3 separate regions of the Mus musculus genome follow, and all the other regions are linked to region 1. A link is a contact called in public Hi-C and HiChIP or PLAC-seq data. All regions are on one chromosome and are shown on one strand. The core of a region is the stretch at or near the end of the contact, and the rest is flanking DNA. Distances in the headings are between cores, read along the strand shown. Region 1 holds the start of Arpp21 (cyclic AMP-regulated phosphoprotein, 21). Region 2 has its middle 220 kb from the start of Gm24957. Region 3 has its middle 21 kb from the start of 4930545L08Rik.

Region 1 (2,919 bases), core at 249-2,748:
CCTGGTTCCCGCATTGCTGGTGGGACCACAGGTCGCAGAGGGGCGGACAGATCAGCGCAAGGACTGGCTGCAGGAGAAGGTGGCTACTCCCAAGAGAGAGGAGCAGAGCAAAGCCTGGACACCACCCCCAACCCCTTTCCTGAAGCAGACAGACTGACAGACAGGCAAATAGACAGACAGGAGCTCAGCAGCCTGTGGTGACATACAGACTCTCTAGCAGCGAAGACCTCCAAGCGTCCGGAGCGGTGACAGTCCAACAGCCGCAGCCACGCGTTCCCCACCAGCGCTGTGCCTGGGCAGCGCGAGGACCCCTGCCTCCAAGCCAAGGGCTCCTTTTGCTAGCAGTTAAAATAAATCGACCAAACAACAAAGGCAAGCCACAAACCAAACTGACCCAACCAAAGCATTCACTGAGAAACAATAATTACTCACAAAAGCCCCAAACGAAATCCAGTCAGTCAAGGCACCCGGGACGCTGGGTCACTCCACTGTTCCTTCAGGTAAAGAGCCAAGTCTTCCGACATGAGCATCACAAGCCCTTTGTGTCTGGCTGTTGGGGCTTTCTGCTTCTGCTGCCCCCTCCCCCTTTTTTTTTCTTTCTACCATCTATCTGTGCTTTCCCTTTGACCTGTTTGTCGTTTCTGTGTTGTTTATCTTGTTTCTATGTCTCGGCGGAAGGCATGGGTGGACTCTCTTTCCCTCAAAGCAGGCAGAAATTGAAATCTGGGAAGGGAATTGAAAGGGACGATGCTTTCTGTAACAGAAGTTTCCAGTAATTTTATATGGGTTTTATGGTGCCAAGTTTGGACATTCTCTTGTTTCAGTTGAAAACTTGTCACTTTCCTCAGTTACCACAGAGGTCCTGGGTCCCAAGAGGTCGGAGAAGGGAGGGAGAGGAGGATAATTTTTTGCTTTATTTTTTTTAAATCTTGAAGTCATTTCCATGACAGCCTCTGGTGTAACGTTATCTGTCTCGGGTGATAAATGTGATAGTAGGATTGGATCTGTATCAGGCAAGTGTTTTAAAAAGTTTCTTCGGAAGAGAAATTACATGGCTTAGCATGGATGTCACGGATGTATTAAATTCAAAGCTTGATCACCTTTTACAGACACAGACTAAGACTGGAGCCTAAGTCTTAAGAAAAAAAAAAAGCAATGAGGAAGGTAATGTCATGGCGGGATGGGAGGTGTACGGTGAGGTTGCTAGAAATGGTCCCCCTAAGAACGTGTTGCAGATGGAGACCATCATTTCGCTCTCTGCCTTCTCAAAGGATGCAGCTTCTGCAAGCTAGAATGACAGTCTCTAGAATGGAAATGAATCTGTATTTTTTTTTCAAATTTTGCTCCAATGCAGAATAAATCTAAACTGTGCCCACCCTTTCCTCATCTGCCTTGGAACCCAACTCTGCAGTTTACTGCTTTAAGTAAGCAGCAAAGTAGACAGGGCAGGCAGGGAGGCACTTCTTGTTTCCTTTTTTTTTTTTTTTTTGTAATTCTGTGAAAATCAGAGAGCCTTTGATATGCTCTTCAGCCTAAGTAGACCCTCTCTTTCAGGATTATGTTACTATAGGGCTTGATGTCTGAGTGGCATTTTAGCTAATGTCATTTTCATGAAAGACAGTCATTTGGAAGGCACTAGGGCTAGTTATGCTTCCTTCAAATAGCAGAGTGATCTTAACATGAGAGACCCTGTCTTCGGGGTTATGTAGCCCTTCAAGGTATGTACCTGCTTATGTCTGATTCTCAGTGTCCTTTGTCCTCATCTTCCTTTGCTTTCTAATCGCTTTGACTGGCAGGCTATTTTTATATTTCTAGAGAATACATTTAGATGTCTTTTTAAAGTGATACATGTTTCCATTCTCAAAGATTGGGAAAAGATCATCTCTTGCTATGCTCGTCTGTGCTAATATGATTTGGTTTCTGTGTAAATTTAAAGGCATTGCTTTAGACCATTGTATTATACATGTCTTAGTTTCTCCTTTCCGGGTATGATTTATGTCGTCCGAATGACAAAGTAACTATTCCTCTCGGTGAGTGCTTATTTAACAGTACTTTGGATGAGGCATATTTAAAGAAACTTAAACAGCTCCTCCGGGGAATACCATTAGGTTTCTTGGTGACTTAATTTCATTCACTATATGGTGATTTCTTTTTGCTGGTAATTCAGTTCAGACCCAGACAAGTGTGTGTGTGTGTGTGTGTGTGTGTGTGTGTGTGTGTGTGTGTGTGTTTTATTAGATTTGCACATTGCCAATCTCTCAGTGACTGCTTGTCATAGATCTCAGTTGAGTGTGGTTACTTGAGAACTGTAGCAATCACCCTGTTAGAGCGTGCTGCACTGAGGAGTTCCTTGCAGTCTGTTTTTTAACGCTGTTTAATGAAGGAGTGGGCATCTCACTCTGCAATGAAAGGAGCCCGAGAACAGACAGAGCCCTGTGCTGCTGTGGAGACTGCAGAGCAGAAGGGAGTGGGAAGGTAAAGCGGGCTGCAGAGGTGGTCTTTTGAATCGGGTCCTTATAGCTTATCGATGGAAATCAATCGGTTTGGATGAGAGAATTCTCTCTGAATAGCTGGTTAGATGCTCCTTCAGCGTCTTTGCTGGTTCTTAGAAAGAAGACTCAATAATTTGAGTTTCTGAAAACTTAGAGGAGATGCTAACTGGGGACTTCCTGTGTGTCTACTATTTTTAATATAGGCTGTGAGAATGTTGGGTAATGAATGCAGATTTAATTTCAAATTCCTGAATCATTGTTCTGCTGTGGCAGATGGGTTGGACCTTATGAAACATTCTGAGATTCAAAAAAACTACCACCAGCTTCAGATATGGTGATAATCTGAATTTCTGCTGTGGGAATTTTGGGTTGATTTTTCTGTCATAAACTTGAAACTTTGCACCAGAGCTGTGACAACTAAGGGAAT
Region 2 (2,919 bases), core at 106-2,605, 510 kb before region 1:
CAAACATATTTTTATCTCTGTTTTCTTGTCCCGTATGGGAATATTGTCCTAATTACAGAGTGTCTTAATAAACTACCTTTGTTTTGTTGGGACTGATGTTGTTTTGTAAAGTGTGTTGACCTTCACAGGAGATTGAACACTATCAACTGAAGCTCTCTGCCCCTGCTCAGCAAGCTGATATTTGCCAGTTTTTCACAGGAAAAAAATTCTACTACATTTAGCTTTGGAAGGCATTATGAAATCTAGCAGAGATCCTCTGTGTTCCAGGATTTAGGAATATATCCCTCATACCAGAACAAAACTCCTCTTGGGTGTATAGCTCTGACTCTTTTGCTTGGTCTTAGCACTCTTTTTCTCAGTCAGGTTGCCTTGTCCAGACTCTATATGAGGGCTTTTACCTTGTCTTATTATATCTTGTTTTGTTCTGTTAGGATGTCATCTCTTGGAGGCCTGCTCTTTTCGGAAGAGTAAGTGGAGGAGGATATGGATCTGGTGGAGTTCAAGGGGCTGGAAGAAGCAGAGGGCGGGGAAACTGTGGTTGGGATATATTTTACGAGAGAAACATCTGTTTTCAATAAGAAAATCCTATTTTTCCTGAACTCAGTGTCCCAAAAATGTTTTAATTTTCATTGGTGTGAAATTTCATAAAATAGAATTATTCTTCTTCTTCATTTTCCAGATACTAACAACCTGCGTTCAATGTCAAATCACTGAAATTCCCAAGTGGTTGTTATTGTATAATCTACACATTTTAGACACACACAATTAATTTCATAATATATCTCAATCCATTTTTTAAAGTAAATGAAATGCCCCTCAGGGCATAGTTTAGTAGCATAGGTAGTTAGATTATGGATTCATTGAATTACCAGTGTTCAACAAAACAATCATTTCATATGCATACCATCAAGGATCTACTTAACATTCTATGATGCTTAACATGTTAGAGGACGGCTTGTAAGCTACCTGGACTTTGTGTCATATCACTTAGAAGCTTCAATTACATAGCAATTTGAGGAGCATAATTAGATGTCAGACGATCAGACATGATGCCTAACCACTGAAGTAGTTTTGCAGGAAGGAGACGAGGATGGATCAAGCAAACTCCAGAAGGCAAACAGGAGTGAGTGGAGCTTGACACGGAGAAAACAGGAGTGAAATAAACACAGGGTATTTTTAGCAGCTGAAACAGCATACGAAAACAAAAAGCCGTTGCTGGGGAGATGAAGCAGTTGGTAACAGGACTGCCACACAAGTGTGAAGTCCCAAATTTAGATCTCCAGGATTGATCTAAATAGTTTTACCTGACTCATGTTTGTGACCCTAGCATTAGGGGGCAGGGAATTGAGGATGGAGACAGGAGTTCAATGGACTTGGTGGCTAACTAGTCTAGACAAATAGGGAAGTGCTGGGTCAGTAAGATAACCTCTTTCAAAAAGTAATGTGGAGAATTACCAATGAGGGAAGAAGACATTGATCTCTGCTTTCTGCAATGTACACATACCCATGTACACATATAACACAAATGTTTAAAACACACACAACCAATAAACTGTTGGTTTTGTTGGACAATGTGGTATCTATTTATGTGTAACTGTAGTTGATTCCTAGCCAGATAAGTGATGGTTTTTCCCTGACTGTTGGACAGAGAACATGGTACAAATTTTGGACCAAAGGTTTAGTTATTTTAAGTCTACTTAAAATATATCCAGAGACCTCATCAAGACATTTTGTATATAATGCATAATTGAACATATAAATGAACTTTAGATTTAGATAGAAACATGTATATTTTAAAAGTTAAAATGTAATTTTGAGAGGACAAGATTCATTTGATCATTAAAAGTGTATGCTTTTGTTTTTTGTTTCTACTGCCAAATTGTTGGCACTCTCTCAGTCGAGGGAGTAGCAAGGCCAGGTACAAAGTTCTGGGGCACTAGAGCAATTCAACCCAGAAAAAGCCATGCCACAGAAAGTATAGAGAGCCCATATCAACTGTGTCTGCAGCTGCACCCTGAGGAGTGTCTGTGACCTTAAGCCTGCTCTGACAGCTCTCACACTGTCCCTACAATAATGCTCTTCCCCTGCCTTCCACCTCTGTCACAGACCCCAGACACCACAGGATCATTTAGAAGGGAAAGTCTTTTGTTTCATAAAACAAACATTAATTTGCAAATGGTAGCATTTGTTTCTTGTGTCAGGTTCCATAAGGAATACCCTAATGGACACCTAATGGACTGCCATTACCATATCAACAAAGAATAAGTTGTTTTTAGGAGGAACAATGATTATATAACAATTAAGTAACTCCTGTGGACTCACTGGTACTTTCTTAAATTTATGCCAAGTGCTTGATTATTAAAATCATTGAAGGCAGCACAACAATTAAATCATCGGACTATCTAGTGAGGAGCCAGCTTTCCAAACAATGAAATATGGATTTTTTTTTTTAGAAATCCATGCTCATGATTCACAGAGCAGTCTCTCCTCATGAGGTGAACACGAACCAGAGAGCTTGTTGTCCACCTAACACCAGTAAATGTGTCTAGAGGACGACTCAAGGTCACACGTGTTTCTGAGGTGGTGAAGCATCCAAAGATGGCAGAGAAAGGATCCCAGTGTTTAGTCAGCCTGTGTGGTAAGAGACACAAGCACAGATCCCACACACAAGATCCCACAGAGCTGATGGAGCCAGGAAATGTTACAAGAGGTGTCCTAGAGAGAGCAGGAGTTGAATGGAGTCTTTGAAGATAGGCAGTGTAAGGGCAGAGATTTTGTGTATCATTATTGTAAAGCATAAATCACAAGATGAGACTTTACTTCATATGGGGAGAGAGAGGCAGCATGACTGACTGCTCAGACAGAGGATCCATTAGCAGTAAGAGGCTTCTGGATTCCAAGATGCAAGGGGTGTCAGCA
Region 3 (2,919 bases), core at 140-2,639, 290 kb after region 1:
CTCTCTATTTTCCAATAAAGAGAATCCTGCCGATGATGAAAACAGTGACGGGCCTTTTCAAAGGCCCCACTCAAGATGCTGGGGGAGAACAGAACGAGCACCATTTACCTTGTCTGCTACAAATCATCACACACTTGACTGTTTCCAAGTTGAAGGCAGGATGTTTCATTAACAGAGACAGGAAGGGAGGTGAAGCTCTGTCAATTAAGGGCGGTTTCTGAAAAGGCTCTTTTTATTGTTATTATTTTTTTAATCTTAAAAGAAAACAGCAGGAGGAAAATAAACAACCGAAACATCTAAAAGGATGTCACTTATGCCCCTGGCCATGGCATTGACTGCTGTGTCTTATAAATAGAGAGCATTCTCAGAGAAAGTCTTCCACTCCAGAAACTCTTTCTTTCCTATCAGTTAGAGCCATGCTTCTTGTAATGTATCTTCCACAGGAAATGGTTATGGGCAGCTCTGGACCACTGCTTGTAGAAGTTTTGTGTTAAAATGTAATGTGACAGGCTCACAGCAATGACGCCCCTTGTGGCATCTGTTAATCAGAAACCAGCCCCCTAACACTGCCTGTGGTGATCGAAAAAAAATACTGAGATAAATACTAGTATATTTAGCACAGTGACAAACAATGTCAGTGTTTGGTTTGAAAGAAAAAGACGAAGAAGGGAAAATAACCACCCTTAAGAGTTACAGAGTTCCCCCCCCCCCTTGGCCATGAAGCAACCTGAGGAATTGAGAGTCCTTCACTAAAAACCTTAGTTAAATGTTTAAAACAGGAGCAGGGAAAGTCAAAGCATCCCTGTTTTATGAAGCCAGGGCTGGAGTTGATTCTACCCTAGAAGCTTTCGTTCTTTGACATATTAGTGGTTTACAGGATACTGTGAAGAGGGAAGGAGCGAGAGGCTTCATATGGGATGTCTTTTCCCAAGAGCATAGCCACTGAGCCACCACGTATAGAACTTCCTATAACATGCGATTCTTACATCCTCCAGACTGTTTCCTGAGAATGCCCAGAATTCAATACTCAAGGACCACTTGAAAGGCTTCCAGACGACTTAAGGTAACCGTGTCCCACCCTGAACCTGTGTCCAACAACCACAATTCTTGGTGATCCAGAGTGGCTTCTCTCTCACAACAGATAGATGCAGGATTACAATCATTGGCAATATCTGGGGCTTCAGGCATTGATCACATCCCCTGGAAAATGAGTAGGGAGAAGAAACTGACTGGACAAACGAAAAGATAAGCTACATTATCAACTCCCAGGTGCATTTCTGTCCTCCCAATCCTAATGCAAACCAGGCAATACACAGATCATCTTCTGGGAGAGGTGGAAGCAAGAAAGGGGTCTGGAAACAATTCAGAGCTCAGCAGCACTAATGCCTCTCGCTACAGCCTTGCTCAGGGCTGCTATGGGAAGGCTGGGTGTTACCACTCTCAGGATGTTGTGGGAACATCTCCATGGAGTCTCTTGCAATTACATCAGCCAGATAATACTGACCCTGTTTAACCCACGGAAGAGCTATGCAAGGTACAAGTAACAGCACATGCATACTTCACTTGGGAACTGCTTCTGGGAGCCAGAAAAGGGTCTAAGTTTTAGCAAGCAGAACAAAGAGGCAACATGGGCTCCTATCGCCCCCTATTGTTAGAAGCCTGTAAATCTGGGACATCGTGCATCCACCCAGAGTCAGCATCAGGTCCTGACTTCTCCTTTGGCTTTTGACTGCTGTCATCCCCTACTCACAACTGTTCTTGTTATTTTCACCCATACAGCTGATGGACTGGCCCACTGTCATTCTTTTGTTCTTTTAGACGAATGCATCGTGTTGTATGAGGTGTGGAGAAATGACTGAGCAGATAGCATAGCGGCCTGCTGTGGAGAGCCCTGCCAACTATCACAGTGGTCCAACCTGGGCATCTTGTGTCTCCCTGACAACAACCTGTATGGTCCAGCCTTCACTCCCAGCACTACAGCCCAGTGAGGAAGACACTGAAACCTGATCTAGGTGGAGACTCATGCCCATTCATACTGACTCACAAACACAATGCCCATTAAAAAAGAGACTGGGCTCCCATGCGACCCCAGCATATATCCTAGAAACAGAGTACAGAGCCCTCTTTATTCTTCTGCTCCTCTGTCCTCTGCCTGGCTCACAACAAGAAGTTAGCTGAAGCCTTTAAACTTAAATTACTCTCTAGTGTTATTGGTGGGAGGCTGTGGTGTTTATCAGTGTTATCTTGTATTGGCAGGATCCAGACACTGAAATGGTGGCTTTAGTTGCTGTTACAAGACAGCCCCATGCTCCTCATGGGGCAGAATTATGGAGTCTCTCTGGGTAAGGTCCTGTATGGTATGGGTTGTCTCATTAGATGAAATGACAGCCTAGTACCTCAGCCATGGGTAGGTGCGTGCTGAGTATGCTCCTGCCTCAGATTTGGATGGGTTTCTAACGCTTGTTTAAAGTGATACTGGTAAATTGTTTAGGTTTATATAGGATGCATCTTGTCTGTGACCATAGACTCAAGGGAAAACATACTTTCTTCATCCTAGGAAGCTCTTACAGATCCTCTTCTGAAGATACTTCTGTTCCTATCTGGGGGAGTTGATGGCTTTGCTCAGCATACTCCCTGTGTGGTCACCTTGTGCATACAGTCCTCCGTGTCCTGTAGCTCTGCCAGACTCATATGTTAAAGCCCTTTCCTTGTCTTTTTCTCCGTGGTGCTCACTAAGACTCATCAGTGAGAGGACCTTGCAGGAGAAGTGGAGAGTCTGAGTCAGCTCCCTGGACGGTTGTGGTCAGCTGAGAACACCCAGTAAGAATGCCTACAAGGCTCTGAGAAGCAGCCTGAGGAATCCTTGTATCATCACAGACAAGTACATATTTAGTAATACAAATATTTTGCTCATAATCT

The links. A called contact is a pair of places that touch in the nucleus more often than the background predicts. HiChIP or PLAC-seq counts read pairs in DNA pulled down with a chosen protein or histone mark.
Region 2: a Hi-C map of cortical neurons shows a contact between it and region 1, with 2.4 times the contacts expected there. The contact joins the enhancer-like site here to the promoter of Arpp21 in region 1. A contact is called at or near these places in 7 of 39 promoter capture datasets (3T3-L1-derived adipocytes, the C10 cell line, embryonic stem cells and 3 more), 4 of 484 Hi-C or Micro-C datasets (cerebral cortex and cortical neurons), 4 of 115 datasets of contacts at active chromatin or transcription factors (VIP interneurons, embryonic basal ganglia, embryonic forebrain and 1 more) and 3 of 9 other capture datasets (adipose tissue, liver and pancreatic islet).
Region 3: a contact with region 1 is called in an H3K4me3 HiChIP or PLAC-seq map of neural tube, with 7 times the contacts expected there. The contact joins the enhancer-like site here to the promoter of Arpp21 in region 1. A contact is called at or near these places in 11 of 39 promoter capture datasets (the C10 cell line, cranial neural crest, embryonic stem cells and 5 more), 1 of 15 datasets of contacts at CTCF or cohesin (large pre-B cells), 10 of 484 Hi-C or Micro-C datasets (the AML12 cell line, cerebral cortex, cortical neurons and 6 more), 5 of 115 datasets of contacts at active chromatin or transcription factors (embryonic forebrain, embryonic midbrain, forebrain and 2 more) and 2 of 9 other capture datasets (liver and pancreatic islet).

Annotation. Positions count from the first base shown.
Region 1 is chr9:112,231,891-112,234,809 of GRCm38.p6, reverse strand. It overlaps Arpp21 (cyclic AMP-regulated phosphoprotein, 21), which reads left to right and starts at 1,498. Exons shown (of 21, transcript NM_001362020.1): 1 at 1,498-1,718. It also overlaps a transcript of 2900079G21Rik not described here.
Region 2 is chr9:112,743,082-112,746,000 of GRCm38.p6, reverse strand. No RefSeq gene overlaps it. Among named protein-coding and RNA genes, the nearest start is that of Gm24957, 220 kb to the right of the region's middle. Within about 2 kb of position 1,355, at least 7 of the 459 cell types and tissues checked have an H3K27ac peak or open chromatin away from gene starts, as enhancers often do. A contact at or near this core is called in cortical neurons and liver, where this site is marked.
Region 3 is chr9:111,938,506-111,941,424 of GRCm38.p6, reverse strand. No RefSeq gene overlaps it. Among named protein-coding and RNA genes, the nearest start is that of 4930545L08Rik, 21 kb to the right of the region's middle. Within about 2 kb of position 1,389, at least 6 of the 459 cell types and tissues checked have an H3K27ac peak or open chromatin away from gene starts, as enhancers often do. A contact at or near this core is called in cortical neurons and neural tube, where this site is marked.